Linked DNA regions of Rattus norvegicus: region 2 is linked to region 1. The links are chromatin contacts, called in public Hi-C maps. All regions are on one chromosome and are shown on one strand. Each heading gives the region's core, a stretch centred on a gene start, on an enhancer-like site or on the middle of the called end of the contact. The rest is flanking DNA. Distances are from core to core; before and after follow the strand shown.

Region 1 (2,919 bases), core at 165-2,664:
AAGTTAGCACATACATGCAGTTCTCTGACCCCACGAGGTTGCAAACTCCCAGGCATTTGCTCAGGATTCCATGAGCCTTATGTTGAGTTCGACTCCGTTCAGTACCCTCTCCAGTGGTGAAGCAGGCAAATTTGGACACGCCAGCTGTCTGCTCCTGAAGACAGCTGGAAATAACCGTGTCTGATAGGATCAGGTATCAGAGGCAGGGCAGCACGGTTGTGTGTAAACAGCATGCTATCTCTGAGACGCTGACACAGTGACAGAAGCAGCGCCAGGCTCAACCTGCCCTCAAAATAGCAAGAAAGATGTTTTGCATCCAGGCTTGCCCAAGTAAAATCAGACGCTAAAACACCTTAGAGATCACGACGGAACTGCCCTTCCCCCGTGGCTTCTTCAGATTAGAGGAAAAACCTGGGGCTGGTGGAGACATGAAGATTCGTGAGATTTATAATTGTCACATTTTCATGCATGTGTTTATAGCTAAGCCCACTGGAGAGAGCTCAAATAAGCATGAACCATTCTGTTATGCTTAAAACGGTACATTAGTCTCTTTGCACACAGCTGACGGTGAACACCCCAAGGTTTCTTAAAGATGTCTCCATAGATACAGGAGTAAAATAAATACCTTCAATTCAAATGTGCCCTCAGCATGAGGGGCAGCAGCCATCGTGTGGTTATTGTATGGCAGCCTTTATCTGCGACCAGGCACCGAAACTCCAGAGACAAATGACTTTCACAGCCAGTTTGGGAAACAGATATATGAACAAGTAATTAAGAGATATTACAAATGCCGTTCAGGAGATTTATGTATAGTGAAATATTAGTATATGAAAGGGAGCCACTTAGGAGATGGAGAGACAGTACAGAAAACACATTGAAGTTAGATCTCTGTAATGACATTTGTGGCCTACCGAAGGCAGCGAGGAAGATGAATGGGAGAAGGAAGGAGTCTGCATGCGGAACATTTCAGGCAGGAAGGAGCACCACTTGATTTACTGAGGGATTAGCTTCTGAGTGCAGCCCTTCTTTATTTCTGAATCTTCCAGTCCATTACTACTGTAGGTAAAATAGTTATAAACAGGTTCTGTTGGGGGAAAAAAATCTCCCTTGGAGCCATATGTAAGAACTTATTTTTTCCTTCCTTCTCAGGGACTCTCTCAGACTTGCATTTGGGGTCTCTTTGACTGATATGGTCACAAATAAGACCCTAGTGCAGAAAAGAGGCATTGTGGGTGAACAAAGGGGGAATTGTTGGTAGCAATTCGGACACTGGGAGGGACTTTGGGAGATCAGAAAATTCTAGGAATAACTCAAAGAAAAGGCTTTCCGCTGTGACCTCAGTACAGGCCTATCCCCTGAGCCACACTGCCACCATCTTTAGTTTAGTTTTGCCTGATTGCAAAATCTCATTGCAGTTGGACTTGTTGACTGCCGATGTGTCTCACAGAAGGAGAATACGGGATGAGTCAGAGGACCCTTTCCTGAGTATCCAGCCTTCCCTCCCAACCAGTTGCATACAATTCTGCCCTAAATAAACATGAACTTTGAGGTTGGTGATGGGCTAGACTATAGGCTATGAAGACAAAGGTAGGGGGACTTCATGTATGCAGCCATGAGGAGCCATCATTCATCCTGGGTGAAGACCTTTCAGGGCAGCCATACTTCTGCCCAGAGCCCTTTACCAAACTGCTCTGTAAATGAGCATAACTCACTCAGTGGTTCTCAAGAGTAAGCTTTGCTTTGTCATTGGGACCTGAGGCAGAGGGGAGGGAGCAAATGTCTACATCTCTCCTATAAAAGGCATGAAAGGCAACTCTGATATGAAAGTCAATCAAATATTCATAAAAATAGGACAAGCAATAAAGGACATATTTTCAGAGTTCAGATTTATGAGATGTCAGTGTCACTTAAATTAAGACAGATATAATTGCATGTCTAAAAATTGATTGGTTTTAGAAAAGGAAGAGGATGAAGGAAAATAGGCACTTCAATTTACTGATGTCACACACAGAAGTCATATGCTGTTGTACTTTCTTTCTTTCCCTCTGTATTGGAATGTCTTTAAGGGTGTATTTGTGTAAGATTCATAAGATATTATTGAATGATATACCATATGCATTATGAAAGCTTATTTGTTAAATGTACTATGTTTATATGTACTATAAAGGTAATTTTCAAGTCACAGCCCATGGACCTTCATCTCTAGAAGGCAGTCTACGTGTACCTAGACTTTGATACAAATATGTTCATGACAGAGTAATTTATTTAAATACAATATGAGGGCCAGTGAGATGGCTCAAAACACTGTCTTGAAGATCTGAAAGTTAGAAGTCCAAGATTGAAATGTCAGAGAGACTGATTTCTCTGGAAACTCGAGGAAGGGTTTGGTCCCAGGCACTGGCCTTGGCTGCAGAAGGTTGTCTTCTCAATGTCTACTCATGTTTTGTGTGTGTATTCATGTTACATGTTAAGGACATCAGCCCTGTTAGATAAAGGCTGACTCTAATGGCCTCTCTTTAACTCATTGTCCTTTGAAGAATTTATTTCCAAAGAAATTCATACACTGAAGTACTAAAAAGACTTCCAGATTTGACTTTGGAGATAATATAATTCAATCTATAGCATATTCCTCATGTATTTGTAGTTTATTTAGTACATTTATTTATTGCTTATCTGTTATTTCATGTGACTATGAATGTGATTTTTTTAAAGTCTTAGTTCTATGATTCAGAAATGTAAGTGAAAGTACTTTTATTTCTGTTTGTGTCTTTCTGCCTTCCTTTTGGGTTGGTTGTGTTTTGTTTTAATATGTTTTGCTGAAATCTTATGTAGCCTAGGTTGACCTCAAACTTGCTATGTAGTTGAGAATGACCTTAAATTTCTGAACCCATGCCCCTTCTACCCAGTGGCAGAGATTAG
Region 2 (2,919 bases), core at 292-2,791, 270 kb after region 1:
ATTTACATATCGATATACATGTGTTCTTAAGCAAACTGACATAATTCCATAAGCATAATCAAATTTATTAGATTATATTATGAAAACAAAAATGTTTTCTCTAGAGAGATGACACTTTCGAAATCCACCAGGATCATAGCTATAGAATGGAAATGACAAGTTTCTTCATTATTGTATTATTGTATGTATCCTTTTTTTTTTTTTTTGAGCTGAGGACCGAACCCAGGTCCTTGCGCTTGCTAGGCAAGTGCTCTACCACTGAGCTAAATCCCCAACCCCTATTCTATGTATCTTACTCCTTCTGCATCTACGAAAGACTAATGCATAAAAATTCTCTGCAGAGATGTAGTGACGTCATTAGTTGGAAGAAGATAAATAAATAAGGAGCTTTACTCATGACATTGAAGTGCTTACATTCCACAAGGAGACCTGTTGTTTGAAGGCCAACCTTGTTCCTAAATCCAGAAACAGGAAATACTAATGTGTCCTTGCACATTAGAGTAGCCAGTCTGGCAGGAAGGCAGATAGAATTGTGAGTTTTAAAAAAGGACATTGGCCATCCTCTCCTCTCCATCTCCCAGTCTCACCCCCTTTCAACCAAGGCCACTACATGCTGAACAAGCACCAAAACCAACCAATAAATGAAAGGAAGCTCACAGGTCACCCCGGGTCGTTATTTTCACATACCTTTGAATAATGAGAGCATCACATGTCAGCTAGAGGAGAACAAAATGTCACATTCTCCAGCTAAAGGTCAGCTTCGGTCATAGGTCACAGAAGGGAGGCCAGGAAATAACCTAAGAGGTTAGGCTGGGTGCACAAAGAAAGGTCACCAAATGTCAATGAAAGCATGCAGCTGTTGGGAGATGAAACAACTGAGTCACCCTTTTGTGCTGACATGGGCTAGAAAAAATGTCTCTGCTGCCATTTTTTTCATTTTTTTCTTTTCTTTCTTTTTCTTTTTTAAAAAAAAGCTTGCCGTTTTACAAGGCAGCAACACCAATGTACCCAACCCCAAATTAGCCTTTTTCAAAAGCAACGGTTTGGGAGTTAAGTGGAGCAGTTTCCGAAGACTCAAAACTATGTCATTTTTATCTCAAATGATCAACACAGCAATGGGCTTGAAATAGCAAATTTAGATTTCATCTGGAGCTCCTGTGTTAGCAGTGAGGGCTCAGGATAGGTAGCGATCAGTAACTAGTGTTTTCATACTTTAAGAACTGTGATCATTCCTCTAACTAGGAGATACTCAGATGGTGGACACTGAAGACATGAATTGGCTTGTGTTTTACTTGAGCTGGCTATTGGTAGTTTTTGGCCTAGTTAAAAAAAAATCTATTCAGAGGAAAGAAAAAGAGAGGATGAACTTACAGTCCCATTTTAAAGGGATTTTAGCAAAACACCGGTAGACTAAATCTGAGTATCAATCCTGCTTTCAAATCAATCACTCCTTGTTAAATGTCAGCCCTAGCAGGAACCATGCTTCATGACCTTTCTCCTAGTGGAGTACAGTCATCGAACTCAACAGGGAAAAAGCCCAGTCACCAGAAATTATTCAGATACTTGGCTTGTGCACAGTCCTATAGCAGTGCTGACTTTCTGAGGTCTTTCTTGTACACACACTTGATGTACAAAAGTTTGGCAATAGGAACTATTTTCAGACAATTCCAGAAACCTCCACTTCTACCAACATCTATTTATCCCCATAAATAGATAGACTATATAATAGATATAGAAGATACCTTCTTCCTCTGGGTTCCCAAAAGTGGCCTCAGTTGACCAGCTTGGCAAGTCCAGATTTTATGAGCTAATTAAATCAAGTTAATGTTGCTGTGTCAATTCTCTATGATATGAAGAAAGAAATTTACATTTGTACAATAAAAATAATGAAAATAAAAGTACAGTAATGTATAATTATGCACACATGAATGCTTACATGTTCCTAAGCAGCTTCATGTGAACTATACAATCCTCACAGACTCATGACACAGTCAATGCTGTAATTGTTTTAGTGGGAATGAATTAACTTGTGCACGGAGAACATAACTAACTTTCCCCAATTACCTGCAAAGCTAAGCTTTGAAACTGTAAGGGCAATTGCAGGCTTGTGTTCTTTGCTGGAAAGTATAGATTTAGCTGTGGGTACTATGGGGCATGACAGTGTAAGAAGCTACACGTGAAGATTCAGTGCTGCTCGTGGCCAACAATATAGTATGTGGTGGCATGTAGTGATCTCCAGAGTTGAAGTGGATCCAGTTGGTCGCTCCTCCAGACAAAATCTATGGAAGAAATGAGGTAGGCCTATTACCTCAGACCTAAAACACATTCTGGGTTGAAACTGAATTGGACTGACACTTTGAACAGAGGAAGAAGTCCTGTTGCTTGCCCTATTTTCTGGACAGCATCTAATTGACATGTGCTGCAGATGAATTTGAAGGTTTATCTGTTGGCCTTTGACACTGTTTTGCAAGCAACAATATTTCCTATTTTATATCATTTTCTAACTACCTTCAGTAGAGCATAATCAAATCAGCAAAACTAATAATAGTAATTAATAATAATAGTAATAAGTTTTCAGAGAAGAAACTTTGGAGGAAGAGCAACCCTTGACAGAAAGAGTTTCTGTTCCAAGTGATTCTGTGTGTGTTTTGCAGTTTTACACATGAAGTAATAGCACTTCCTCAGGATGACTTCTGGACTTAGAAAAGGTGAGACCTCAGTCCTACCTAATGGGCCTCAGGCACATGGAGCCTGTCAGGAAAACATCATAAATCCTACAGAGGGGAAGGAGGCAGCAGAGAGAAGAGTAATACAAACCCTGTGCACTTAGAAGAACGAGTTACTTAACACATCGGGAAGTGCATTTAATAAATGAAGTCAGCTCCTTCAGCATGCCATACTCGATCTCTCTGGAGGTTG

What was found. A called contact is a pair of places that touch in the nucleus more often than the background predicts.
Region 2: a contact with region 1 is called in a Hi-C map of Schwann cells, with 2.9 times the contacts expected there. The contact joins two enhancer-like sites. A contact is called at or near these places in 5 of 12 Hi-C or Micro-C datasets (Schwann cells, hepatocytes, kidney and 1 more).

What each region holds. Positions count from the first base shown.
Region 1 is chr11:28,593,472-28,596,390 of GRCr8, forward strand. No RefSeq gene overlaps it. Among named protein-coding and RNA genes, the nearest start is that of Nrip1, 130 kb to the left of the region's middle. Within about 2 kb of position 1,415, at least 3 of the 93 cell types and tissues checked have an H3K27ac peak or open chromatin away from gene starts, as enhancers often do. A contact at or near this core is called in Schwann cells, where this site is marked.
Region 2 is chr11:28,859,985-28,862,903 of GRCr8, forward strand. LOC102556241 (a long non-coding RNA gene) reads right to left here. Exons shown (of 2, transcript XR_001840430.3): 1 at 688-2,919. Among named protein-coding and RNA genes, the nearest start is that of Usp25, 230 kb to the right of the region's middle. Within about 2 kb of position 1,542, at least 2 of the 93 cell types and tissues checked have an H3K27ac peak or open chromatin away from gene starts, as enhancers often do. A contact at or near this core is called in Schwann cells, where this site is marked.